7 separate regions of the Mus musculus genome follow, and all the other regions are linked to region 5. A link is a contact called in public HiChIP or PLAC-seq and promoter capture Hi-C data. All regions are on one chromosome and are shown on one strand. The core of a region is the stretch at or near the end of the contact, and the rest is flanking DNA. Distances in the headings are between cores, read along the strand shown.

Region 1 (3,782 bases), core at 305-2,804, 260 kb after region 5:
TGTGGCCTCTGCCTATGTCTCATCTTCATCCTTAGGAAGTGCCTGGTAAAAGTCATGGATCTCTGTCCCCAAGCCCTTCTGGATGAGGGCTCATTAGCGGGGTAGAGCAGGTACTATTTAAGGAGGAAGGTGATAATCTCCCACAATGATCTTGTCCCCAGCCCACAAGGACTCACAGAGGCCCCAGATAGGGTGGAACCTGGAGTTAGTCTACCTATAAGGTGCTATCTAGTATCTTCTATGTAAGAGGCTTGCGCCACTCTACACCCTCTGCCACGGGCCTGAGTGCTGAGCTACTCACTCACAGAATGTGTGGAGCCTAGGTGAGGCTCTCTCTTCATCCAGCAATGCCCCCCCCCCCAATTTAAAGTAGCCACGACTCTGCAGCTCTCTCTCACCAGGAGGTTTACCTGAGCTGCCCTGCCAAACCTCCTCTGCTCTAGATCCTAAGGACCCAGTGGTCAGCACCATCATGGTAGTATTTGGTGGCTAGCCAGGCCACTGTGTTGCTCATGAGCCGTTCACAGGTGTCCTTGCGTTCTCAGGAAGCCCACCTGTTTGCTGATGGAATAAAGCCTCGTCTTTAGTTTCCTAGGTCAGCGCCTAAGCCTGGACATTTCTCGATGAGTCTTTGTGACCTTTAGAGAAAACCCACGGGGCACAGCTGTCCGTGTTCAGGTCTGGGATCATGCTAGGGCCTAGAAGGGCTCGCGTGACAGGGTTCCTTTAAAGTTCCTTTACCCTGGATGGAGGATGAGAAACCATACAGCAACAGGCATTTGTAGCAGTTAATATTTATTGAGGTTTTACTCCATGCTGGTCCAAGCATTCCACATGAGTTAGCTCACTGAATATTCACGGGTCACTGGGGCAAGGACTACTATTATACATACCACATGCAGCCCACGGGCCTGCGCTGTGTGGGAGAGGTGGTGATGGAGCAGGTGTTGGGTGAACAGGCATGAGACAAGATGATGAGCAAAGGGGACAGAGTGGCCTAAGAGACCCAGGGATATTCAAGAAGAGCATGTGCCCACAGTCCTGACACCTCAGCGTCAGACTTTCCCGGGACTTAGGAATGTCTGTTGGGATTTTCCAGTCTCTAGTCCAACCTCCCCAAACACAACATAGCAAAAGGCCAGGTGTTAGGAATGGTCTGTCCAGTGTGCTGGCCAGTTTTGATCCATTCAGCCAGACTTCTCCACCGTCTGAATTGGAGTGAAAAAGCTTAAATCACCTGACCCATCACTTAGACTCGAGCTTCACGGGTGAACTGGGAGAGGCCCTCGGCCGTCTTTCATTTTAACCCTCATAAGAATGGCAGACAGCAGGGCAGGGTGATATCATTCTGACTTTCTTTCCTGCCGGTCTCCCCTTCCCAAGCCTCAGTCTCCCAGTTAGGAACTGCTCCTGCCAGCTTCCCTCCACAGGTCTCATCGGTGAGTGACAGTCAGTGGTCAGTGAGACACTTCGGCTGGAATGTTGATCTGTAAGCGGAGGAAACTGGTAGGACGGGAGAAAGTCCGGAGAAAGCCGCTAGAGAAACCTGAGCTGGAAGCCAATGAGCTGCCAGTATGGAGGCTGAGCCATTAGACGAGCAGCCAATGAGCTACCGGTATGGAGGCTGGGCCATTAGACAAGTTTTGTAAATAACATCCGGCTTGTGTTTAGAACCGTGATGTTCCATTCCCCAAATAGAACTTGACTCTCTGCGTAAGGCATTCCTCGGGGCCTTGGGGAGCTGCACTAGTCCCTCCCCTAGTTGCTCTGGAGTCAGGACCGGGAGCACAGAGCGGCCCAGCTCAGTCTGGCAGGTTAGTGTGGACTTGTAGTCATTCCATGCAACACTTTGATACTAGAGGCAAGCCAGATGGTGTCTCTTCTCCCAAATACAGGCAGATTTGGTTGCTGAGGGACACCAGAACAGGCTCAATGGACATCTATTTTTAAGTCCCTCCAGACTTCATCCATTACCTTGTGTCTTGGATTTCCCAGGAGGCCCCTGGCAGGGTGTGCACTGGGCACCTGGAATCGACTCCAAGGCAGAGCTGTTGACAGTGTGGTCAGACCCTGACCAAAGTGAGATAGGGCTTTCTGTCCCGTTTGCGTTGTTTCCTGGGCCACCCACACACTGTTTTTAACTCTAAGAACCCCTTCCTGCCCCGGGGAGCAGCAGGGTCACTCTGAGGAGTCTTCCATCTGTCTTCACCATCCCACACTACAGGTCCTTACACAGGAGTAATCTAAACGACTTGGAACTCCAGATAAGATCCTTGCTTCCATTAAACATTGACAAGACCCAGGCCTGGCAACTGAGAGTGCTTGTGTGCAGCGGAACTTCTGGGAGACCATGGCAGCTGGACTATTAAAAATGAATGGGCTCCGACGCCTCCCAGGTTCTGCCTCTCAATGTGGCAGTTCTCCAGTGGCTGGGAGGAGGAGCCAGGAGGGTTCAGAAAGGGCCAGCAGGACCTAGACCTCAAGCGACAGCAGTCTCGGGCATCTGCTCCCTTATATTCCGGCTGGAAAGTATACAGCCTCTCTGTCAGAAAGGAAAGCCTGACCTAGCCCTATAGCATGGCACTCTGAGCTGAAATTCAAAAGCTGCTTCTTGGGTACTCAAAAGGTTCATATAACCTGGTGTGTGGCAGCACTTGAAAGCTGAGGCAGGAGGATTGAGAGTTCAAGGCCAGTCTGGGCAGCATGGTCTGACTGCCTCAAGGAAGGAAGGACAGTGGGAGCAGCTTGTGGTGTTTGGAGCCTGCAGCCTCCGCGTTCAGGAAGCGGAGGTAGAAGTACTGCGCAAGGTTCAAACCCACAAGGAGTTACTGGGTTAAGTGTGAATTCCTGACCAGCCTAGGCTAGCCTGAGTCACAAATAAACAAACACAAACTTCAAAACCTGCCCTCCTCCCCCGAGATCTTGATTTTTATCAGTTGTTGGCCTGCGGGTCCTCTCTACTACTCTGTGGCCACTGCAGATTTCTCCAGTACCTGCCTAGTGTGTACTACTAGTTGTTTGGGGAGTGAGGAAAAAAACATAACAAAAGGCCTTTAATAGGATGTACACAAGGCCAGCCAAGCGAACGCAAGTGGCAGAGGATGGAGGGCGTTGGGAGCACAAGGTACAAAGAAAATTATCAAGCTATCTGGGTATCTTAACTCATGGTCAGCCAACAATCCCAGTTTACAGTGAGGGAGACCGGGGCCCAGCAAGATGGTGGCACAGCCAGGGAGTTCCAGAGGCACTTGACTTCTGGCTTCATGCTGGAGAGCTGGGGTGGGTGGGCTGACTGTCTGTTCCCCATGGCAGGGTAGGACAGTATTATCCAGTAGGTACCAGTGGGCAAGGATACAGGACTCACTGACTCCCGCTTCTAGAGTCAGTTCAGAATGTACTTGGATCCAGGTATGTTTATGAATTCCAGGCCTCTGAGTACCTGAAGTGTTTGTGTAACAGGCTGTGTTTATACTGGGCTCTACTAACTTGAGTTCTAGCAATCTTGTCATGAACTTCCTTGATTCCAGGAGGGCAGGGATAAGACATCATTGAAGAGGGAAAAGGAGCCAATTCTGACATGGCCAGCCCTTTCCCTATACCATGTCTGCCCCAAATATTACCCATGGATTGACCCTGATACCAAGTCACCCTTCTTTGAGGGATCTTGAACTCCACTCCCAAACTCCTTGGGGCTTCATCAGTGGACCAGCCCAGGGCAAAGCTGCTGGGAGTGGAGAGGAGCTGCTGGGAGCTACAGGGCCCGGTTGGCCTCTCTAATCACA
Region 2 (3,622 bases), core at 451-2,950, 440 kb after region 5:
TTCTATGGGAGATTAGACAGTGGCTCTGTAGGCAAAGGCCTTCTCCATGGCTCCCCATGTCTGAAGAGACCAAACCATTTATTGTCATGGTGGAAAGTAAATGTGTAAAACCATACCCCACTTCTCAGGGCAGGCCTGAGATTAAATACCTTTTGCAGGGAGGAGCATCTGGGAAGGGAATCTTACTGGCCATGCCCTCTGGGCCTCTAGGTATTTCATTAGCATGGAGATCTCTGCCTTGAGCCTAAGTGGCCACAGATCACATCTCTTTTCCTATTAAATTGGTCTGAGATGTTAAGGATGCCTCATCTACATGTGGAAGGGCTTGGGGCATTGCCCCCAAGTGACTGATGGCCACAAATCTATGGGGGTGAGGAGGGAGGCTGAGGCTGGTGACAGGGGCCTGGTGCCTGGGAACAGGCAAAACTCCTTAGATCCCTTCAGGGTCTCTGGGGCTTCAAACTTTTAGCTCGACCAAGGAACAGGCTCACAGTCCATGGCCCCACAGTAGAGCACTGACCTAACACAAGCAAGGCCCTACAACTCCCTCCAGCACAGGCTTTTGGGGGTTGTGATAGCAAGAAGGCAGGTAAACAGGCAGTGAGTGACATTTATATCTCTACGCTGGCTAGGATTCCCTACAATCCCTTCTGAAGCTCCACGGTCTTACCTGAGACACAGACACAGAAATAGGGGCATCTCAAAATCAAGTGACTTGCCTAAGAACACACTTTATTTCCTGTGAGTGGAAGAGCCGGGGACTTTGAGAGTTAGGGGACAGTGACAAGAGTCCCTTGTGGGCTTTGTAGGTCTCTGATGACCTAATGGTGACTGAGTAAGTGTTTCCCTTAGGTTCTGAGCCAGAAGTTGTACTGAATGCACCTTAAAGCCAAGTGTGCCTGACTTTTCAGATGGGGACGGGGGTGGGGGTCATTGTTCAGATAACAGAGACTTTTGAATTGGTTTCCAGGAAGTGGATATGCATTGGGGAGCCTGGCATCATCCTGTTTCTGTGGGATGACCACACAGCCCCCAAACCTCACCTGAGTGTGTGACACAAAGCTGGAGGAAAAGCCCCAACACTGTCCTCAGGAACTAGGAACAATGGCTTGCGGATTTACAATTGGAAACCTGCTTTAATTTGGCTGTGTGATCCTCAGGCCAGAGTGGCCACCAAACCAGTAGTTACCTCTTATATCAGCCCACTGCACAGTGAGTCTCCACTCCCTTAGCAAGCTTCTGGGCTGTGATAGGGAAATATTGTCACTGTGTATGCTCTGAAAAGTGTCTCGTGGCTCCTCAGTGAGTTGAAGAATTGACATCAGGGAAGTAAGGCGCTTGTTAGAAACTCAAGTGGCCAGGGCTGGACCCAGCGACCCCACCCTGCCTGCACAGAAGCAGAGGCCTTGCCAAGTGCTTTCCTCTCTTGATTTGGCTTAGTTTCCAAACACGGGTCAAACGGTCCCTCTCCAGAGCAGCAGCAGCAGCAGGAAACATTATTAAAAGTGAGCCGTTAGCGGGCATCGGGTGTGGATGAGGTCTGTGGAGTTTTGGCTGCCAAATAAAGACTTTATTGTTGTCATCTCTCCTTTCCCAAGCTCCCTCCCTCTCTCCTCTGCTCCCTCCTCCTCCCTGCCCTCCCCCCTCTGATCTGCCCCTCCCTCCCCAAACTAACCTCCCCACCCCAATAGGATCTGGTAGAAGAAAAGTCAGGCAGACACACGCAGACACGCACCAACTGGGAGACCAGAACTTCTAGCTGGCTCTCTGCTGCCACAGCTCCAGCAAAGGGTGGGGAGGAACAGAAGAGTGCCCCAGAGTCCAGAGGAGAGGCAGGTGTGTGCAGGTAAGTTCAGGCAGTGGGGGAGAAGACTAGAAGGCTCCTTCCTCCAGGGGTTCTCTCTAGCTCTGTCCAATCTTTCTTTCCTCCCTCCTGGCCTTCTTCCTTCTCATTTTTCCTCTCTAAAGAGTTCAGATGTAGCCTTCCTCATTTCCTGATGACACTCTCTTGTCTCTCCAACATCCTGCATCCTAGCGTTTGCTTGCTGCTGAAGTTAAACTTTCTAAGTGCAGATGTTTGTGGAGCACACAGAGCTGTGTCGCACACAGAATTTGAACAGAGCAGGTGTTGCCATGGGAACTGGACACTAGAACCGAATTCTCTACACCTTTCATGTATTACCATGCACTGCAGAAGACAGACAGAAAGATAGACAGACAGACACACACACACACACACACACACACACACACACACACACACACTGGGTTTTGTCTCTTACTCTCTCACGTGCCTCCTCAACTGCCTGACCAGAGACAGCGTTTTCCTTCTGAGATGACAGAGCCAAAAGACAATCACGCCTTGGCTGGTCAGGGAGGATATGAACAATCAAGTGATTTTTTTTGAAAATTTCTTTCTTTTGAACTTAATCAGGCAGAAGGGAGAGAAAAGTGGCCCTCCAGCCTACACAGTATCCTCTCAGCAGCCCGAATTCCTGTCTCCCTCCCCAAACCACTTGGCTCTTACAAAAAGAAGTCAAGCTTGCCTGCAAGCCTTGGAGGCCCTAACTCCTGAGTTAACAGTTCCACACACACACACACACACACACACACACACACACACACACTACATAGTCAGAAACACTCTTCTCTCTGAAGTTATTCTGAGATTATCCTGACCAGTCAGCTGGTAAGGGGGCTTGAAGTAGAGGAAGCAGGGAGGGGAACCTGGGAGTCTTATTTGCACAGCTCCCCCCTCTCCTGCAATAGAGGGGCCCCATGGCAGTAAGAAGGGGGGCACTACTTGATCCTCAGAGGGCCCTGAGCAGTAGGCAGGGAATATGGAAGCTTTAGTAAAACAGGGACAGACACTCATTACAGACCCATCAAACAGAACCCAAGAGGTCCAGAGCTGTGTTAATACATCCTGAGACTCCCCTAACTCCCTTGGGATTCACATAAAGGGCTATGTGGTGTCCTCAAAAAGGAGCCCCTGCAGTCTTGACAGTGAGGGCTGAGAGCCACTGCAGGAGGGAACAAGGCACTCTCTTGTGATTACTAACATCATCCATACTAGGCAACCATACTTCGGGGGAACATTCTACAAAGAACATTCTACCTTAGTCTATCTCCTCTTACCTGCTAAGCTACCTGTCCCAGGTACCCAAGAGCTAGTACTAGCTGTCAACCATCCCTTCTAGATTCTCTCTCCCCGTACCCCACAGGTCTGTCCCATTTGACTCTCTCAGAGGACAGACGAGTTGATAATGTCCCTTATCCACCCTCACCTTCCTTGAGGAGAGCACCTCAAGGCTAGAAGGAACAACAACAGCAACAACAACAACCACAACCACAACCACAAAGACAAGGAGAAGCCCTAGATCTCAGAAGAAGCCACAACCAGCTGAAAAGAGAGATTTCCATTTGCCAGCCAGTGTCCCCACCTCTGCAGAAAGCGGAGAGCTGGGTTAGTAAGTCAGGATGGAGACACACAGCGGGCTTTGCACGGGTGTCTGGGGAGTTCCAATCAGTTGACACTGAATGTCCAATGTAGTCTTCTGAGCCACACAGGGAATGAAGTTTCTCTGAGTACCTACACTGTAAGAAGGACCCCTTCTTCTCC
Region 3 (3,778 bases), core at 464-2,963, 460 kb before region 5:
GGCAGATGAAAAATATAAAAGAGAAAAGGTCAGAGAAGGAAGATGTTATAGGGGTGTGGAGGTGGAAGATAGTGTTCCACCAAGCACAAGAGTAAAAAGTTCAAGGACTATATTTGACAGAAAATTAATTTGAGATAGCTCAAGCCATCCATCCTGTCCTGGCTTCAGTCTTGAAAACTGGAAGTTTATGAACAGAGCTCTACACACACACACACCAAAAAAGAAAGCCCTTTTATATTCCAATGTCCTATGTCTAGTTGACCTTGCTTGGGTCAAGTCCTCCTCAGAGCCCATTTCTGTAGCCAGAGATTAGATGAGACAGAGTGAAAGAGGCCGTAAAATGTGGTGGTTAGACTTGAACTCGGATGGAATATGTGGCTCATTGAAGAGGGCTAAGCCCATGCCTAACATGAGTAAGGCCCTTAGCACTAAAGGAAAACAACAAATAAGCAAAAAACTAGACAAAGCATCCTCAGGTGGTAGTTAGCCTTGGTTACTTTAGTGCGTGTACTGAGAGTGGTAGAGATGGAGTGGTCAGCACGATAAATAGCAGCAATCCTGGCTGCTACATAGAGACTTTGGATGAAGAGATGGACAGCTACATAGAGTAGGTTCCCCATGGAAGACAGATTCTGTTACTGAGAGGAAAAGAAATAAAGTTGTAGACAGCCTACAGCCACCAGCAGTCCTGTGGGATCCAGTCCAGAAGTCTGAAGATCTGAAGAGTATCCATAGAGTTGTTGGTTGGGAGAAGTTGCTGGTGTGAGAACAGTGGAGTGGAGGGGAGTGGAGTGGAGTGGGAGAACGCCACAGAATGCTGTGTGCGATTGTGACTCATCTGCAGGTAAGGACTCGGATGGGTCTTCTGGTGTTCATAGCCTTGTGTTAGCAGACATTGGCTTTGTGAGCACACCTCCAATAAATTGCTGTTTAAAACAATCACAGAGCTAGGGAGCTTGCTCAATGGGTAAAGTGCTTGTGTCAGGACTTGAGTTCAAATCCCCAGAACCCACCATTGACTGTGGTAGCATACATTAGTAATCCCAGCGTGCCTCTGATGCTGGACGCTGGAAGCGCTGGCTCAGTTAGCCTGGCACATGCAGCCGTGAGTAACAAAGAAGCCCTGTCTCAAACAAGGTGGAAGGTGAGGGCTGACGCCCAAAGTTGTCCTTCACGTGGACACTCTGGCTTGTGTGCTCCCTCGAGTGTGCGCACACTCACACATGCACACCCTACCCCTCACCCTTGCTGAGGCTGGAGAGTTTGAGTGGATCTGCTGATGGTATCACTTGGCTCACTGTGCTGACTGACTGGCTCCATGCTGTACTCCCGATTGGCCTTGCATTAGCAGTCCTCAGCCACGGCTCTGCGTTCTTTTCTTTTGAGAACAGAGGACAGATCCACATTCTTACCTCCCCCTGTAAGGCTGTCCTGAGGGAATGAACAGTGGATATGTATTTTAGGAAATAGTCACACAGGTATAGCTGTAGATAATGTTTTATGCATAGAACATTCCACCACAAGGTCACAAAAAGTTTTACTTACTATGTAGAAGAGTCTTAGGCCCTGTTGAATAAAACAGAGTTGCTCCGTTAAGCTATTTATGATGGAAGAAAAATTGGAAATAACCTAAATGTCCAGCATCCTGGCAGTAGTTGAGAAAGCAGTGACTCACTGCTGCGCAAGATGCCATGACTCACAGCTTGTTTAACATTGGCCATCTAGGGCTTTTTCCATGGACGAACTCAATATAAAATAGCTGTTAAAACTGAGCCACAGATTATGGTACATGCCTTTAATCCTCTCTCTCAGGAGGCAGAGGCAAGGCAAGTTCCAGAGTCACCTTGTGTGACTCAAGCAATTGTCTCAAAAACAAAACAAAAACAAAACCTGAGTTACAAACATAATGTAAGCAGGGTAAAAATGTGCAATAAATGAAGTACTACTGAGTGAACTAGATCCAAAGTCAGATATAATGGCTGTGTCTGTATATCCCAGGTGGGCCTTGCGCTTTTCATCCTCCTGCCTCAGCCTCCTGAGAGCTGGAATTAACAGGCATGTGCTAGCACACTTGCTATGACTGACTGCTTGCGTGGCCTGCCTTCTCTGAATGTCCCTCAATCCCTTGTTACTGTTGTCATTTGTCTTCATGAATGCTTTGGTCCTCAAAACCCACCTAAGTTTAGATGCCCAGGACAATGACGGCCACTGCCTCAGCAGCCTCCTTATGACTTGAATGAGAATTGCATGATTTTTTCTTGTATGTGTGTTCATGTGTGAGGGTGCACAGGCATGTGCCTGTGCATGCACCCACATGTGTGCAGCACTTAAAGAACAACCTTGGCTGTCATTCCGTCAGTGTTTCTCACCTTTAGTTTGAGACAATCTCATTGGCCTGAAACTTGAGCAGTGAGCTGGGCTAGCTGGTTCGTGAGCAGGCTGCCCATCTGCTGCCCGCCCATCCTACCCTCTCTGAGATTATAGGCAGGCACCCCAGGACCAGGCTGCTTATATGGGTTCTGGGGTTGAGACTCCAGTCCTCATGCTTTACAAGGTCAATACTTTCCTGACTAAGCTATTTCCTGAGCCCTCAATTGAGAATTTATCAATTGGATACGTTTCTCTGTTTCTTCTAACCAGCTACTTACTACATGGGGTGGAAATATTGAAGAGTGAACTCCCTCCCTTTGTGCCATGTGTGCCCATACCATGTAGCATGGCGGATGCAAGTTGCTGTTTTACGTACAGCATTATGGATGTGAGAGAGGTGGTTGTTGTTGTTGTTGTTGTTGTTTTTAATGTATCTTTAAAGGGCTGTGAAGATTGCATGAGATGTGACTGGCTACATACTTCATGCGCTACTTTCTAATTTCTAGTCCACTCTTTTTTCTGTTCAGAACTCCTCCTTTACCCTTCTGTTCTTTGCTGTCTTTTCTGTGTCTTTGTTCACATAACTGCATATGCAGGGTCAGGTTTACTCTGTCCTGTAGCTTTGCTGTATGCTTCTCAGTTTGTCTCTATCTGTACTATGTTTGCGGTTGATTATGTTTCTGTTCTCTTCCCAGAGATCAGTGACAGGCATTCTGTTGGAAAGACCTTGGATTTGTCAGACTTATGAGGAGGACTTTTGCTTTGGTCTGAGTTTATTTGCTTCTTCTCTTTAACTTAGACTAAGGAATGGCTCAGCAGTTGATTGCACTGGCTATTCTTATAGAGGACCTGGTTTAGTTCCCAAAACCCATAGCAGCTCACAGCTATCTGTGGTTCCAGCTCCAGAGGATCTTATCTTCTTCTGGCTTACAGGGATGCTGGAAACATGTGGTGTACAGATAAACATGCAAGCAGAACACCCATACACATAAAAATATTTTAGAAAAAGAAGACCCTAGATTATGTGTATACCTAGGAACAACTTTACCCAGCTGCCCATGTTGTTCTTTTGCAAAATGGCGCCCAAACAAAGCCAAGTATCTGGTGATTCTGACTTCTATTTGATTTGAAGATTGGTTTCAGGAATATTTGGGGTTCTTTCTTTGCCTGGAAAACTATTCATTTAGCAGCCTAAAGAATGGAGGTGTGAGCCTGTTTATAAAGTCCCAAACAGTGAGGTTACAGAAGAGTCAGTTCAGAGGCTCTTTCAAAGCTCTTCTAGCCTCACTCCTACTTTGCAGATGAAAACCTGGGGCCCTCCAAGGGGATGTGGCTCAACCTAAGTTGTGTAATGCCGTCATGGTAGAAGATAGAGTGTGCCAAGGGCTGAGAGTTTCCAGTGCAGCAT
Region 4 (3,719 bases), core at 41-2,540, 350 kb before region 5:
CCTTCAGTTGGGACAGGAGGTATCAGGATGGGAAAGACTCAGATCCTCGATGTGCCAAACCCCCATTTCCACGTCTGGAGACTAAGGCCTAGGAGAGTAAATGAGTTACTCAAGGTCAGCCAAAGGGGCAGAATGCCTTCTGATGCCCCCTGAGGTTCCAGGTTCTGAGTCTCACACTGTTGCCCTTCCAAGTGTGCACAGGGCTCTCTGCAGAGGCCAAGAATCAAAGGCAGTGAATTCCCAGGCACGGAACGCTTGGCAGACTTAGTCACGGACTCGGTTCACCGGACTGGACGGCCTTCCTCCTCCTCTTCCCCATCTCCCCACCATCACTCCTGTGTGGTGCACCACTCCCCTACATCAGACTGAGACTCCCAGAGGTACACCATTGGTCCAAGGTCACACAGCAAACCAGCAGAGCGCCACTGCCCACTCTCCCATCCGTGGCCGCTTGCCAGGATCCTTGAAAACCCCCATCCCTCCAATGCACAAAGCCACGGCACTGGTTGGAGAATGAAAAAGTTCTCGGGAGAGAACGGGGCACAAAACATGTCCGCAGATTCTGGTCTGGATAGACCAGGCCGAGGAGTGCCAGCACCCCCACTGCGCGCCACTCTGCGCCAGGGGGCTCCAAAGCTCCGAGCACATGGGATCCACCAACTCATTCTCACTGCAGCGGGGGCACGCAGGGTCCCCCACTCTCTCTCTCTCTCTCTCTCTCTCTCTCTCTCTCTCTCTCTCTCTCTCTCTCTGCACATGCTTCTCACCACACACCCACTGCATCCACCCTCCAGGGCACCTCTTCCTGGGATGAGCTGTGAGTGCCCTCGCTCCCTAGCTAGCTCCCTGTCCCAGTACAGAGCGCTATCCTGTGCTCAGCACTAGAACAGGTCTAGGTGGAGGGGTTCCTGGGATATTCAGGACATCTCCCCCGGGACAAAGAAGTGGATTTCGGGAGCCCGATCTCACCAAGGGCTGATCCTGCACTTAGTTTATGCCTCAGCAAGTGCTGAACCCTGAAAGTCATGGTCTCATTTGGTGATCCAGCCTCCCAGGGGTCCAACACCAGGCCCTGGAAAGCTGCTGGTGTCCTGGGTGTGGCCTCACTTGGGACTGCGGGACATGGGATGCCCTCGCAGGGCTCCCTGCCTGGGCTCCCTCTTACCCGGGGACGGTCCGGGAGCCGATTCGGCGTGGGCTGGTGCAGAAGGCAGCGGGAGTCTGCCGCCCCGAAGTCCAGGTCCCCTCTTCCCACTCCCGCGCCGGCCAGCGCTGCGGCTCTCCTCCCGCTCCCTCGCTCGCGCGCTCTGCAGTAGTAACAACCTGATCCGCTTCCCCCGCCCGCCAATTGAGATGCGCCTCACATCCGCCTGCACACGCGCGTGCGGCCCCTCGGAGGCGATCCCCGATCCAGATCCTGGATCTCGGGGAGCAGGGACCTGTCCTGGTAGCCCACACCCTGTTCTTGAGTCAGGACAGTCCGCGGAGGGTGGCTGAGAAGGGGCCGCCCCGGGAAGATGCTGCTTGGAGTCACCGGGCAGAGGGGTTTAGCCGCATGCGGTCATTTCAGAAGTTGCAGGCTGGGCGGCTCAGACCCCGGAACCGCATGGGGCTCCCCCCTGCCTCTGCGGAGAATCCCCACCACGCGCGCAGTGCCCTCCTACAACACTCCCCACCTGCCCCGCTTCTGCAAGCTTTTCCGGGAGCTTCTCGGCGCTCAAGAGTGGCTGGGGGAGGGGAATGAGAGAGGGGGACCTCCGCCTGACTGAACCGCAGGGGAGAGGAGAGAGGGGTGACGCGCTTCAGGGATACAGATTAAAGGCTTTCCTGAGTCAAGAGAAAAAAAGGGAGGGGGAACAAAAGGGGGACACCGAAGGGAGGAAAGGAGGGGAAGTGGTCCGGGGGCCACTGCACCAGGTCTCTGGAGGGTGGAGTCAGGACAGGGTGTGGGGTCTTTCCATAGGTAGCTATGGGAGGGGCGACGACACACGGAAGCTACCCGTAAAAGGGTTGTATCTTGGAGCCCTTCCTGCTTGCCCCAAATCTTGCTTTCTTCTTCTTGGGCAAGGGTTTCCACAAACCCTGAGTGGGGACACTGAGTAAGAGTGGCAGGGAGGCTTGAAACTATGGTGCCCCCTCATCCCCAGTGCCTTGGTCTGACCCTTGCGCCTCACCCTCGGTCCCCAACTCCCCTGCTGCTAAGACCTCAGCATCCCAGTCCCCAAGTGGAGTGTCCAGCTTACCCAGCCCAGCCCAGCCCACCTTTGCTCGTCTGGACTGGCTTGCTTGCTCCACCCTCTGCGGCAACACCTCTTTCTCTTTCCCTCCTGTTCTGTACACTCAAACAGGAATCAAGTTCAAGACCTGATGCAGGAAGTGATGAGGTGTGTGTGTGTGTGTGTGTGTGTGTGTGTGTGTGTGTGTGTTGTTGTTGTTGTTGTTGTTGTTGTTGTTGTTGTTGTTGTTGTTTTGTGTTTCCCATGGGCATACCTGGAAGAGACAGGAAATTACTAAACTACCATCAACCCCTTCTTCCTTCCCTCCCAGTCCTCACAGGCTGTAATGCTCCGGCAGGCAGCATGGCTGCTTTTTGTAGGGCTAGCGACTCAGTTTAGAATGGTGACTGCTTGCTGTAGGCCCGAGGCTACAGAAGAGCTGGTCTGGGGATTCCATGCAGCAGGGCTGGGCAGGAGCATGTCCCTGGACATCTGACAGGGGCTGCCCACAGTGCTGGGAAGGCTGTTCCCAGGTGTTCATTCTCCAGAGAGAAAGGGTGGCCTGGGGTCAAGAGCTCAAGGTCAGACTATAAGTAGTACTAGGAGTCTTCCCGTACCCATGCCTGCCCATGCCACCCCCAGATCTGAGAACTGCTCCCTGTGAGTGGGCAGGCTGAAGAAGTGTAAGGGGCCTGCTCCTCCACGGGGGTAACAGCACCCCTCTTTGATTTCCACCAATGAGGGAGGCTCAGTAGGTTGCATTCAGGTTAGACTGCAGGATTTCCTTTAGCTAAGCGTACCTAACAGCATCCTGCCTTAGGAGAACCCACACCTTCAGGATGGGAATGGGTAAATGTGATGATTCTCGGATGGATAAATGGGCACTACCACATGAATTGGAAGATGCCCTGGGCCTTCCTCAAAACTGCTGCCAGGCAGGAGGGTCTGAGGCAGAGATGGAGTCCGTCTATAAAGCTATGTCCACACTTTCTAGAAATACCTGTTATGTTCACAGACTGCCACCATGGGCCTGTCCCTTCCTGGGGTGGAGGGACAGTGGACTTCTATTGGTGGCATCTATGCAGATGGGGCAGGTCCTCTGAGAAAGGCATCTATAGTTGGCTCCCTTCCCTGGCAGGGGTGGTAACAATGAACCTTACAACTTTGATCTCTTAATCCATGTAGACCATCTCTGGAGGCTTCGGAGCAAGACAAGGCTATTTCAGGAGTCATGGTGGCTCAGAGGTGGGCCTTGTGATTCCGGATGCTGATCTTCCCTAATCCACATGGCCTGGGTACATATCTATACCTTCTCCCTCCTCCCTGTGCTCCTCCCATCCTTTTCCCACTCTCCAGTTTCAGCTGGTTCTGCCCTGGCCCACATCCCTGCTCAGATGTCTTCACTGCCCTGCAGGACCTGAAAGGACCATGCTCTGCCCTGTTCAGTACCTTTACACATGTTGCTCTCTCAGAGCAGGGCACGCTCTTTCCCCTCACAGTCTC
Region 5 (3,468 bases), core at 741-3,240:
TGCTTTCTCTTGAAAAGTAGGACGCTGAAGAGAACAACCTGTACTTCTTTTCATTTTCATGTTACTGGATTGTCTCCAATAGGATGTTGCACTGACCAAAGATTCCATAAAAACCAGGATAGGCTTTAAAGAAAGGCTCTTAAAACAAACACACACGATAATATTTACTATTAGCACAAAGTAAAGTTACAATGTAATGCAGGAGTATAGTGGACATATTAATTCTTTCACTATTCACATATTGTCCTTACATTTCCCACTTGTTTGAGAAAGACCAATTTCTCCCGTTAGTTAGGTTAAATAACTTCTATTTAAATACAATGGTAAATTAGGTAACTTTTCTGTTTATCTTTTGAGAAAGAACCTGTAAAATTGGGTCTGATCATTAATGCAACCAATTGAAAGTTCGTTGCTCAAGTGTGTGTGTGTGTGTGTGTGTGTGTGTGTGTGTGTGTGTGCGCTGGCCAGTGAGCCCTAGGGAATAGCCTGTGCCCACATCCCCAGTGAGTCCCCATCGCCACCATTCTAACCCCACAACTCTTGACTTTTATGTGGAGGTTGAGAGATGATAAAGTCTTGCCAAGCATTTTTTTTTTTTTTTTTGGCAAGCACTTTCTAGAGTAAGCATTTCCTAGGCCTCCACTTGTTACTTTTTATTGAAATGAGGAATAAAAGACGTATGGGTTCTTTGTTCCTCTAAATTGGCTAAATACTCCAAGAAATCTTGTTTAAGATTTTTTTCAATCAAAATTTGAAAGAGAAATTTTTTTGGTGTAACTAGCATGTTTTTCATTCCAAAGGATTAAAATGAGAGAACATTTCAGCTAAAATCCTTATGTTTTTAAAGCAGTTAGTGGTTTATTAATAGGGCCTGAGTCTCTTGCATCTTTGATTCCCTTTGGACTCCTGGGTGTGAGTATTAAAGAGTGTCACATGAGCAGAGATCTACATGCATGAAAGCCTCATTAAATTTTTACTGGTAACGTGAGATGAGAAGGCTCTGTGCTGACCAGCTGTATTTTGAACTCAACTACAGACATTAATTATGTATACATGGAAAATTATTTAGAACAATTATAGGCTGTTAGACCTTTGCTTCCTGTTATAATTCTAGATAAATTAGAGCATGATTATAACCAATTATGTTGTTTCAGTTATCATTCCCAAGTGATCCAAGCCTTATTCTATGATCCCTGGTGGTAGACTGTTTCATAATTCTAGTAAGTTATGTGGTTTGCTCTTTATGAACTTCTGTGCACAGTACTAGGTAGAATAAAATGGAGACCCCTTTGAGGTGTCTTATAGGGCACTCTCTGAGTAGATCTAGCCAGTTGGGTTGCCTGGGTCAAAAGGACTGTTTCTTAAGCCAGGGACTGTTAACACTTTGGGAGCTGAAAGGGAATTAGAAGAAAAAAAGACACAACACGGGACTTCTCTTTTAATACAAAGGAATTATATGTTCTCATCTATCCTTCTAGAATTTGCTCGGATGATGGTGATGGGAAACCTTTTAAGAATCTCTTCTACTTTGAGAATTCAGACATTTACTCATTTTTCAGGCAGCATCTCTTGTAGCCCAGCTGGCTACGAACCGAGGATGACTCTCACCTTCTGATCCTTTCTCTGTGTTGGGATTACAGGAGTTAGCCACTGATCTGCAGAGAGAATTTCAAAGCCTTTGTAAGCAAAATTATAGCGACCGCTTTGATATTTACGTTCAGGTTACTTGACGTAAGTGGGAAAGAGAGAATGACGAAAACAAGATATATGCAATCTAGATGCTGAAGTGGACCACGATGTAAATTATTAGTTCTAAAGAACGCGGTCTGGAGGACCAAACGCCCCAGAGAAGACGGTGATGAAGACGGTGACAACGCACTCCCCGTCCTACAGCCCGCTCCGCTTTGGGAACCTGGCCTCCGCTGCGGCTGAGGGCGCCGGGTGATGACGTCACCGGGCCCCGGAGGCGATTGGCTCCCCGAGAGGGGCGTCGGCAATCAACGGGACCCAGAGCCCTCGCCGAAGTCCTCGCGATAGCCGCGGCCTCGGTGCGGGGATGGCCGCAGAGCCGGGTGGAGGTGCTCTGCGGCTCCGGGAGCCGGCTCTCGGGGCCGAGACATGGCCCGGGGCTCCGGCCAGCTAGGCGGGCCTCATCGGGACACCGTCACCATGCCCAAGAGAGGAAAGCGGCTCAAGTTCCGGGCCCACGACGCCTGCTCGGGCCGAGGTGGGCGAGGGGCGGGGCCGGGCTGGGCGGCCAAGGCGGGCTGGGCGGCCGGGGCGGGCGCGGCGGGACCCGGCGGGGAGCGGTGGCGGAGACTTTGCCTCGAGTCTGAGGAGGCCTTGGCGCTTTGCTCTGTTTCAGTGACCGTGGCGGACTATGCCAACTCGGATCCGGCGGTGGTGAGGTCTGGACGGGTCAAGAAAGCCGTGGCCAACGCTATTCAGCAGGAAGGTAGGCTTTCGTGGGTCTTTTTAGGCCCAAGCTTTTAAGAGACAGCATTGGGTGTTGTATTTACCTGGAATTGCGTCCCGGTGTTTTTTCTACTGACCTTTGGGTCATGAACGTGTTTGCTCTTCCCACTGTTTACTTTCTCGTTTCGTATCCTGGATGGGATGGGTGTGTGTAGCCAGGATCAGCAGGTTCCGGAGCCGAAATGGTTTTGTTTCCTCTTTGAGTTAAAACCAACTTTGTGACCAGCTGCGGTGGGCATTCCTTTAATCTCAGCATTGGGGAGGCAGAGACAGGTGGATCTCTGTGAGTTTAAGGCTAGCCTGGTTTACCTAGCAAGTGTGAGGTCCTGTCTCAGAAGAACCACCAAACCAAAACAAGAACAAAATCCCACACAACTTTTTGTACTCGTTAATTTCCACTGCCACTCCTTGATACCAGTCCCCCCCCCCTTTTTTTTTTTGGTAGTTTGTGCATATTTTACCATGCAGTTGACTTCCATTTCTTTGGCATATTGGGTTTTTTGTTTTTTTTTTTGTTATGTTTGTCTTGCTTTCAAGATTTTTGCAGATGGGACCAAGTGCGTTTCATTCTCTCCTTGTTTCCTCCTAGTAAAATCTCTTTGTGGCTTGGAAGCGTCCCAGGTTCCTGCCGAGGAGGCTCTTTCCGGGGTGGGTGAGCCATGTGACATCCTGGACAGCAGTGATGAGATGGATGCCCAGGAAGAAAGCACTCAGGAAAGATCAGTCTCCAGAAAAAAGAAGAGCAAGAGACATAAAGGTACGGGTTGCTTTCCTGAGCACTGAGCTCTGTCTGTGGTGATGGATGCTGTCGCTCTTCAATGTGAGGGGAGATCTACAAGGAACTAGTGATTGTCGGTGATAACCTTTTTTTTTTTTTTTTAAAGATTTATTTAGTCTGTGTGAGTACACCATTGCTGTCTTCAGACACACCAGAAGAGGTCATCAGATCCCATTACAGATGATTGTGAGCCACCATGTGGTTGCTGGGAATTG
Region 6 (3,870 bases), core at 64-2,563, 380 kb after region 5:
AAGCCCGAGGAGTAGGTACCCATAGCTCAAAGACATCACCTCTCACTGGGGGTCTATGTGTGCTGTCTAGACCGAGTAATCCAGCCATATCATGGTGCCAGAGACATGGGTAAGCTGTGTGGTGCACTCATCCGAGCACCTCAGTCAGGTTGGTTACTAGGCAGCGGGGACAGTGAGCTGGGGGGATGCCAAGTGCTTGCTGTAGATACACTTAGGATTTATTGACTTGTGGTGAGGAGTCTTGAGGAGCCAGAGGACAGAAAGGAGCACATCTGGTGACCTGATTTTTTTTTGTTTTCATGCTCTTAGTTAAGGGCTTTGGCTGTACTTGGAGCTGGAGGAAGAGAATGGGAAAACAGGCAGGGGCAGGAGAGGAGGCAGATTCAAGCAGGGAATGCAGAGAGGGATGGGGCTGGCTTGGTCCTGAGAAACCCTCTGCTCCTAGCTTGGGAAGGACTTCAGTGAGGAAGCAAAGCAAGATCACTGGACATACTCAGTAGCATGTTTGTCTAACAAGGACCCAGCATGTGAGCCTATCCATGCAGATTCCCACACAAGCACAGGTAACACTGATAGGCCATCTCCAGGCAGGATGGCAACACTGCTGTCAGCTGTGCAATGAACACCCCAAGACACTGCCATGGACTGCAGGTGGCTTTGTCCCTTTCAAGACTAGAGGGTCCTAAGTTCAAAAGGAATGAATGTATCATAAGCAAATCTAAATCTCAGTTCCAGGTCCCTCACACTTCTACAGTGCACCCTTGCGTCGGATGAACAAGTCAGTCCGAGTTCACCCCACCACTCCTGCTAGGTACCCTGTACCATGTCTCCTTCAGCCAGACAGAGAACACAGTAGACCCTCCCATGGGCTTCTGTGATGTGGCAGGCTTTGCAAGCTCCTTACACAGTAGCAAACACAAAACCCGTGAACAAGAAGTCATTCCTGGTCTTAGTTTCAAAAACCCACCGGACGTTTTCAGAGTTCAGGGCGAGACTTACCATATTATTCAGAAAGCCTTTCCCCGTCTCCTCCATGTCTCTCTTAGGGATAAAATCCAAATTCCTCTCATTTCTTAGGTGGAGCAATTTAGTTCTCTTCATCCTCTACTGCCAAACTTGGCTCCCGAGTTCGCTTAGCTGAGCCAAACCCCACAGGGAGTTCCGAAAACAGCCTCTGTGGCTTGCTGATTAAGTTTCTAGGACAGAGGCCATCTGCCTTCCCTATATTCATCTATTAGAAGCCCTTTATGTCTTTTCCAGGCTGAGTATACACATGCAGATATACCTGTGTCCACAAAAAACACAGAACCCTCTCTGTGCTTTCCCAAACAGGTTAGACAAAAATTTTCCCAGCATCCTCCAGTCTAACCTAAGCCCTCTTCTCCCATACAAACACTAGTCCTTGCCTTCAGAGCTCCCAGCATTCCTCTCACCATGAACTTATTCACCTATTAAGTCAACATTACTAAAAGACTGCCACATGCCTGGTGTTCTTGGAGGTTACAAAGACGATTAGCACTCGGCCCCTGAACCCAAGAATCCAAATCATAGGTAGAGGGTTAGAGAAGTAAGCACACATATGTGGCCTGATGAGATGAGATCGGGGAGCCTGGGAGAGAACATAGAGGCCACATCTAACCACCAGTATTTCACCAGGCAGTGAACAGCACAGTGAGGCTTTACTTAGTAAAGAAAATGATAGAACCCCTAAATTCAGAAGGAATCGCATGGTCAAATAAAGGTGTCTGGGGAGGTGAGACTTAACTGGAGAGTGAGGGGGCATGATAGTAAACGTTGGCAGGGGGGTGGGGACCCATTTACGTTGAAAAATGAGGAAGAATTTGATGCTCATGGTAAAAAAAACATAGAAACTAACATTTCTGGCTTTAAGAGACACAGAGGCAGGTGACATAAAATGAGGCTGGGAAAGCAGGCAGTATTTATTATACACACACATGCACACACACACATACACACACACATACACACACACATGCACACACACACACATACACACACACACACACACACACACACACACACACACACAGGACTAGCACAGTGACATGTAGAGTCGGGGAGGATTTCTGCAAAGTAAAGCCTGCTGTGGCTATCTAGGTTTGAGAGCTTTGGGGTGAAGATGACTCAGACCAGCACATAGCTGGGCCTGGAAGACCTTGTATATCCGGTTGGTTGGTACAGGAGATAGAGCTTAGACATGCAGGCATGTAGCTCAGTTGGTGCAGTGCCTGCCTAACATGTACAAGTCCCTGGGTTTGATCCCCGGCATTGCATGAAACAAGTGTGGTGGAGCACACCTATGACCCTAGTATTTGGGCAGTGAAGGAGGAAGATCATAAACTTGAGGTCATCTCTGGCAAGTTTGAGACCAGCCTGGGATACATGAGGCCCTGCCTTTCAACAACAACAACAACAACAACAACAACAACAACAAAGAAACCCAAACAAAAGGAACATAAGAATAGGCTAGCAGACCCATACTCTTGGGGCTGCCTTAGCCTTATAGAGCCACCACCATGGCCAGCACAGGGCCCTGTGTCAGCGTAGATGGCACTGCATCAGACAGATGTGGCAGCCAATGTGAGCCCCATACGGATGAGGCATGGCACCAGTTACTATTCTCATGCTGTGACAGAGGACATGACAGATGTTAAGGAAGGGCTTATTACGATTTTCAGTCTAAAGGTTCAGCTCACCACCTCGGCAGGGAAGACATGGCGACAGGAGTATGAGGGACCTGACTTCACTACAGCCGCAGCTAGGAAACAGAGATGAATGAATTCCCGAGCTTCCTGGGATTCTTTCATTCAACCCAGGACCCCAGCCTGTGGTCCAGTCAGGGTGGGTCTTCATTCAGGGTGGGTCCTTCCTCCTCAGTGAACCTTTCTAGAAACACTCTCATAGACACACCCACAGGTGTGTTTCCATGGTGTCTCTAAGTCCAACCAAACTGATAATGAAGATAGGCCACCACAGGTTAGCCCATGACGATGAAAAGAAGGGCCAGATGACATCCCGAGTGTTCTTAACTTCGCCTTACCTTGGCATTTTTAACACTTTTATTGATAATTTAGGAATTTCACATCATGTACCCTGACCTTGCTCACCTCCTGGTGTCCCAAATCCATTCTTCTCCCCTGTGGCATCCTGCCACACCCCCTTTAAAAAGGAAGAGAGAAAGAGAGGAAGGAGGAAGAGGAGGAGGAAAAGTAGGAGGAAGAGGAAGAGGAGGAAGAGGGAGAGAAGGAGGAAGAAGATGAAGAGAAGGAGATGAAAACCAAGTTCATTTTGCATTGTCCATGTACCCACTGGGTCATGGTCAAACTTCCAGTGGCCAGCCCCTGAAGAGAAGTTGAGTCCTTCTCCATCTGACCCCCTGCCAGAAGCCATCAACTGTGGAAGCCATATTACAGCATTCCCAACACAATTTTTTAAAGTTCTCCTTGATGGCTTCCTCTCTAGGCTGTCACTTTTGGTAGAGTGGGGTGGAGGTAGGGGTTGTCAGAGAGGCCTTGTATGTTCCTCTCTCCCAGCTATGCATCTTCAGTCATTGATACCGCTACAAGAATAGCTTCCTTGCCCTTCACAGTGAGTGTGAGCACGGGTTCTAGGCTTCCACATGGTTTCCAGCCACAGTACTGACCAAGAATATCCACTTGGTCTCCAGCATCAGCCAGGGACCACTGCCCAGTCTCTGGTGACAGGTATGGCCTGTGGGCCTCCATAGGGTCCTCTGCCAAAGCACAGGTCACTGACCAGGATGTCCCCTGAGAGAAGCACGGAGGTCTTTCAAGGAGGTGCAGTCCAGTAAACAGACCTTTCTTCCTTCATCTCGGCCATCCCTCCTGT
Region 7 (3,780 bases), core at 223-2,722, 280 kb before region 5:
AGAGATGGGAATAAATGGACGATGAGGGAAAGCAAAGAACCGGTAGGGTCGGGGTAGAAGGTGAGAAGAGACAGCAGAGGGAGACTTCCCAATCACTCTCCCAAGGTCAGAATTCTTCAGAGGAAGGAAGCAAGTGGCCGCTCAGTGGTTGTCATGAGACAATGGATTGTTCTTAAACCACTCTGCAGCCCACAACAGCCTCCACAGAACAGTCCGAAGGAAGCAACTCGGGGGTGGGGGTGGGGGTGGAGGTAGGTGGAGGAAACATTATTGAATCGTTGGGAAGTGAGGAGGGACTGCGTGTGTGTGTGTGTGTGTGTGTGTGTGTGTGTGTGTGTGATCATATTGCTCTCTGCCTGCCCAGCCACCCTACCTTACATGTGATTGAGGACTTGCCCAAGGGGCAAGTTCTCTTCCCCTCCTGATGCTATGTATCTACGGGGCAAGCTCTCTTCCCCTCCTGATGCTATGTATCTACAGGATTCCAGTCAGAAAAACTGCAGTGCCCATATATTTCATTCAATTTGTCTATGGGGCTGGCAGCATACATCCAATCAAAGCCCATGTCAGCCTGGTACCCCAACTCCTCCCAGGCACACGACTGCACCCATCTACTTAGCTTAAGGTTAGAGGAAGCCTGTCTGCTTCCCGAGACTATTAGAAGAGTCAGTGCTTCAATCAGTTTGGTTAAGTGAAAGTGCAGTGTCCCTGGTTCCAGCGTTAATGTTCTTTTAATTCAAGAATTTAATTCCAGAATGTCTGGATTATAAACCTAATCAGCCTGCTGTCCCTCTTGCTCATTCCCCTAGGCTTCAAGAACTGGAAGAGGAAAGAATTTAAAAGGCACCACTCCCTCCATGCGCAGCATATTCTTAGATCCTTCACTTTTTCAACTGTTCTCTTTAAGAGGATGAGCCCTGGGTACCATCACAGCACCAGCACCATCATTGAAGTGCATTCTCTCCTGGCCAGGGCTATGAGCCAAGGCTCTGCCTCCATACAAGATCTTTCTGGACCAGTGTGGATGGGGGATCTAATACTGAAAGTGGAGGGAATTCTGCTTCCCCTTGGCCACGGTGCTTCTCTGTTTTCTCCTACTGCTCCCCTGAGCTCTTGTGTTCTGTTTTTGCCCAAATAGGGGAGAGAAGCCAGCAGGGAATTGCAGCCACACACACACACACACACACACACGGTCCCTGCTCTCCTTCCTACCCATGACCTGCTTCCATGAGCCTGCATTTTTATCCTTCCTTCCTTCCTTCCTTCCACCCAACACTTGGCTTGCTTCCTCCCCTCTTCCAGGTAAGGTCTTTAGCTCACACAGCTTTCCAGACTTGTTGTTGTCTATTGTTGCAGCAAGCAAGACAAAAGCAGGCCTTCCCCTCCACAGGTGGGGCAAGCTCTCAGTGCCTGCCTTCTTCCGCCCTGCACACTCAGGAATACAAGCATGAAGCCAGAAACACACCTTAGTCCTCTTGAGAGGTTTGCATTCCTCTTGACAACTAAGCACACGCGGCTGGAGCGACTCCGAAGCACTTGCTTGGCAAGTGCTGTTCAATCTACGGGCTTCTCAAACTCACATGAAATCCCTGGCTCCAGTGGTCTAGGTTTGCTTACCATCTGATTCTGTGGACAAGCCAAGCTTAAGTGTATTTTAAACTATATTTTATTTAAGTTAGTAATGCTTATAGTAGTTTATGTGATTTTTAGATCTCCCATAAAATGCCTTAAATACAGAAGACATTAGGTCATCAAATGGGGATGGATAAAACACGGATTAAAATAAAGTGAGACACCATGCAATCCATATCTTATCTTGGATTTTAATTAAAAATAAAGATCCTGGCAGAGTTTAATCCCGCACACCTTGATCCCTGCAGCAGGTGGATTTCTCTGAGTTTGAGGTCAGCCTAGTCTGCATAGACAGTTCCAGGACAGCCAGGGCTACATAGAGAGACCCTGCCTCAATCAGTCAATTAACCAGCCAATAAATCCTGGTGTGACAAGTGGCAAGGGCCGAGCTTCCACGTTTTAGGGTGAAATCACAAAACAATGACGCATTACTGCTGCGGCTGGAAAGACGGCTGGCTCATCAGATAACATTGATTAACAGATACTCATTGCTCTTCAGAGGGTTTGGATTTGGTTCCCAGCACCCACATGGTGGCTCACAACCATTCATAAATCAAGTTCCCGGGGAACCTAATTCCCTCTTCTGGCCTCTGTGGGTATCAGGCCCACAGATGTGTATGCAGATGAAACACTCGTACACATAAAATAATCTTATAAAATATTACTACCAAGTTAGGAGAAGATTCCCAACTAAAGCACGACAGTGGAGGGCGGAGGAGTCCTGAGTAACTCCACGGCCCTCGGAAGAAAACGGCTTCAAGTTTTCAACTCTCTATCCAGCCTATGGAAGAAACTCAGGAAGTTGCAGATAATGACTGCAGGTGTATCCGATCCCAGGGAGTGGAGAAAACTGTCTTTCCCAGTCTTCTCTTACCTCCAAATGATCTTTCTCCTTCTCAGACTCAAAACAAGCAGCACCCCAAACCTTGGGAGCAGAGGACCGCTCCTTGGTGAAGCACAGAGCTTTATGTCACACTGAGCGTCATGCCCCAGACAGCTGGAATGAGCCTTGGCTTTCATTCACCCCTCTGAATGGGCAGGAGAGGGCTCTGAACTATTCGACCCACCCACTGTCCTGAACACTCTTGGTGAGCCAGCTGAGACTGAGAGACACTTCTCGGAGGGAGTTGTAAGCTTTCTACGATGTGAGGAACATATGGCTCAGAATTAGCAATCATAGAAGGCAGGTTGTCTTTCCTTCTCAGAGGGTGTGCACGGACTTTGAAGCCCTCCACCACGACAAGATGAAAAGCAAATCAGCTGAAACCCTTTCGGAACAATTAACCTCTGCACTTTAAAATCCCATCGCCCGGGAAACTCTCCATAAATTGGGGTTGTATCATAGAACTGTCTTTCAGACAGCCCCTAGCTGTGGGAGGGGAGCACCAACTGCCACAGCAGGGAAGGAGCCACAGTCCACACTTCCCAGGCCCACTACCACCCTTCTCTATTTGTCACCAATAAAGACAGAGAAAGTCTCGCAAGGTCTGGACTGATCAATATACCCATCTTCTGTCCACTACACACTTCATTGCCCACATCTGGCTCTTGGGAGCCTTGGTAGGGACTGCCAATGAGGAGGGGACACTGACAAACCTCAAGCTCACAGCTACCTCGTGACAGAGGGAGATATATGCACCAGCAGGTAAGTTAAGGTGTCGTTGGATCCCCGGTGAGAGCCACTGCTGTGACCTCATGTGGAGAGCAGAAATGGACTGTGGGCTTCCCCTCAGGAAGTATCTGTTTTCTGCCTCTGTAGCACAGATGTTCCCTAGGGATGCAGTGCAGAGAAAACCAGACACGAATGGATCAGTGTGGCCTGAGCAGAGAAGTGGTGCAGCCCTGTGGTCCCAAGCTCTGTTTCCTTATTGGCTGAATGAAGACTCGCACCACTTTAAGAGACTCCACTGGCTAAATAGTTCATGGCATCCATCCCCTGCTTTTCCAGTCTAATAGGGTACCCAGCACCACGGTGGCTCACATCTGTTTAACTCTAGTTACTAGAGATCTGACGCCCCCTTCTGACCTCCATGGGTACTGCATGCACATGGTGCCCAGACACCCAAGCAGGCAAAACTCCCACACATGTTAAATAAATCTAAAAAAAGATTAAGTATGGCAAAAGGTAGCTACTGTTGCCATACTAGG

What was found. Promoter capture Hi-C pulls out the DNA fragments that hold promoters and counts their contacts. HiChIP or PLAC-seq counts read pairs in DNA pulled down with a chosen protein or histone mark. Capture Hi-C pulls out chosen DNA fragments and counts their contacts.
Region 1: an H3K27ac HiChIP or PLAC-seq map of extraembryonic endoderm stem cells shows a contact between it and region 5. The contact joins the enhancer-like site here to the promoter of Tmem183a in region 5. A contact is called at or near these places in 2 of 39 promoter capture datasets (the C10 cell line and erythroid cells), 1 of 15 datasets of contacts at CTCF or cohesin (the NIH/3T3 cell line), 1 of 484 Hi-C or Micro-C datasets (CD4 T cells), 7 of 115 datasets of contacts at active chromatin or transcription factors (astrocytes, bone marrow-derived macrophages, embryonic forebrain and 3 more) and 4 of 9 other capture datasets (adipose tissue, embryonic stem cells, liver and 1 more).
Region 2: a contact with region 5 is called in a promoter capture Hi-C map of the SN4741 cell line, with 2.5 times the contacts expected there. The contact joins the promoter of Prelp here to the promoter of Tmem183a in region 5. A contact is called at or near these places in 3 of 39 promoter capture datasets (the 3T3-L1 cell line, the SN4741 cell line and hippocampal neurons) and 1 of 115 datasets of contacts at active chromatin or transcription factors (pancreatic cancer cells).
Region 3: an H3K4me3 HiChIP or PLAC-seq map of bone marrow-derived macrophages shows a contact between it and region 5, with 4 times the contacts expected there. The contact joins the enhancer-like site here to the promoter of Tmem183a in region 5. A contact is called at or near these places in 3 of 39 promoter capture datasets (3T3-L1-derived adipocytes, cranial neural crest and hippocampal neurons), 1 of 484 Hi-C or Micro-C datasets (muscle stem cells) and 2 of 115 datasets of contacts at active chromatin or transcription factors (bone marrow-derived macrophages and pancreatic cancer cells).
Region 4: a contact with region 5 is called in an H3K4me3 HiChIP or PLAC-seq map of embryonic stem cells, with 5 times the contacts expected there. The contact joins the promoter of Syt2 here to the promoter of Tmem183a in region 5. A contact is called at or near these places in 1 of 484 Hi-C or Micro-C datasets (uterus) and 3 of 115 datasets of contacts at active chromatin or transcription factors (embryonic stem cells, large pre-B cells and pancreatic cancer cells).
Region 6: a promoter capture Hi-C map of pancreatic islet shows a contact between it and region 5. The contact joins the promoter of Bmncr here to the promoter of Tmem183a in region 5. A contact is called at or near these places in 2 of 9 other capture datasets (adipose tissue and pancreatic islet).
Region 7: a promoter capture Hi-C map of stem cell-derived epiblast-like cells shows a contact between it and region 5, with 7 times the contacts expected there. The contact joins the enhancer-like site here to the promoter of Tmem183a in region 5. A contact is called at or near these places in 10 of 39 promoter capture datasets (the 3T3-L1 cell line, 3T3-L1-derived adipocytes, the C10 cell line and 6 more), 1 of 15 datasets of contacts at CTCF or cohesin (large pre-B cells), 1 of 484 Hi-C or Micro-C datasets (embryonic stem cells), 9 of 115 datasets of contacts at active chromatin or transcription factors (embryonic forebrain, embryonic limb bud, embryonic stem cells and 3 more) and 2 of 9 other capture datasets (liver and pancreatic islet).

Annotation. Positions count from the first base shown.
Region 1 is chr1:134,097,178-134,100,959 of GRCm38.p6, reverse strand. No RefSeq gene overlaps it. Among named protein-coding and RNA genes, the nearest start is that of Gm32039, 3.9 kb to the right of the region's middle. Within about 2 kb of position 1,554, at least 401 of the 459 cell types and tissues checked have an H3K27ac peak or open chromatin away from gene starts, as enhancers often do. A contact at or near this core is called in the NIH/3T3 cell line, adipose tissue, astrocytes and 8 more, where this site is marked.
Region 2 is chr1:133,919,479-133,923,100 of GRCm38.p6, reverse strand. It overlaps Prelp (proline arginine-rich end leucine-rich repeat), which reads left to right and starts at 1,700. Exons shown (of 3, transcript NM_054077.4): 1 at 1,700-1,846.
Region 3 is chr1:134,816,831-134,820,608 of GRCm38.p6, reverse strand. All of the region lies in intron 18 of Ppp1r12b (protein phosphatase 1, regulatory subunit 12B), which reads left to right. Among named protein-coding and RNA genes, the nearest start is that of Gm32670, 44 kb to the right of the region's middle. Within about 2 kb of position 1,713, at least 73 of the 459 cell types and tissues checked have an H3K27ac peak or open chromatin away from gene starts, as enhancers often do. A contact at or near this core is called in bone marrow-derived macrophages and pancreatic cancer cells, where this site is marked.
Region 4 is chr1:134,706,871-134,710,589 of GRCm38.p6, reverse strand. It overlaps Syt2 (synaptotagmin II), which reads right to left and starts at 1,290. Exons shown (of 9, transcript NM_001355726.1): 1 at 1,166-1,290.
Region 5 is chr1:134,360,521-134,363,988 of GRCm38.p6, reverse strand. It overlaps Tmem183a (transmembrane protein 183A), which reads left to right and starts at 1,990. Exons shown (of 8, transcript NM_020588.2): 1 at 1,990-2,227; 2 at 2,366-2,455; 3 at 3,065-3,232. The coding sequence starts at 2,119.
Region 6 is chr1:133,974,724-133,978,593 of GRCm38.p6, reverse strand. Bmncr (a long non-coding RNA gene) reads right to left here and starts at 1,313. Exons shown (of 5, transcript XR_878543.2): 1 at 1,000-1,313.
Region 7 is chr1:134,641,588-134,645,367 of GRCm38.p6, reverse strand. No RefSeq gene overlaps it. Among named protein-coding and RNA genes, the nearest start is that of Syt2, 66 kb to the left of the region's middle. Within about 2 kb of position 1,472, at least 3 of the 459 cell types and tissues checked have an H3K27ac peak or open chromatin away from gene starts, as enhancers often do.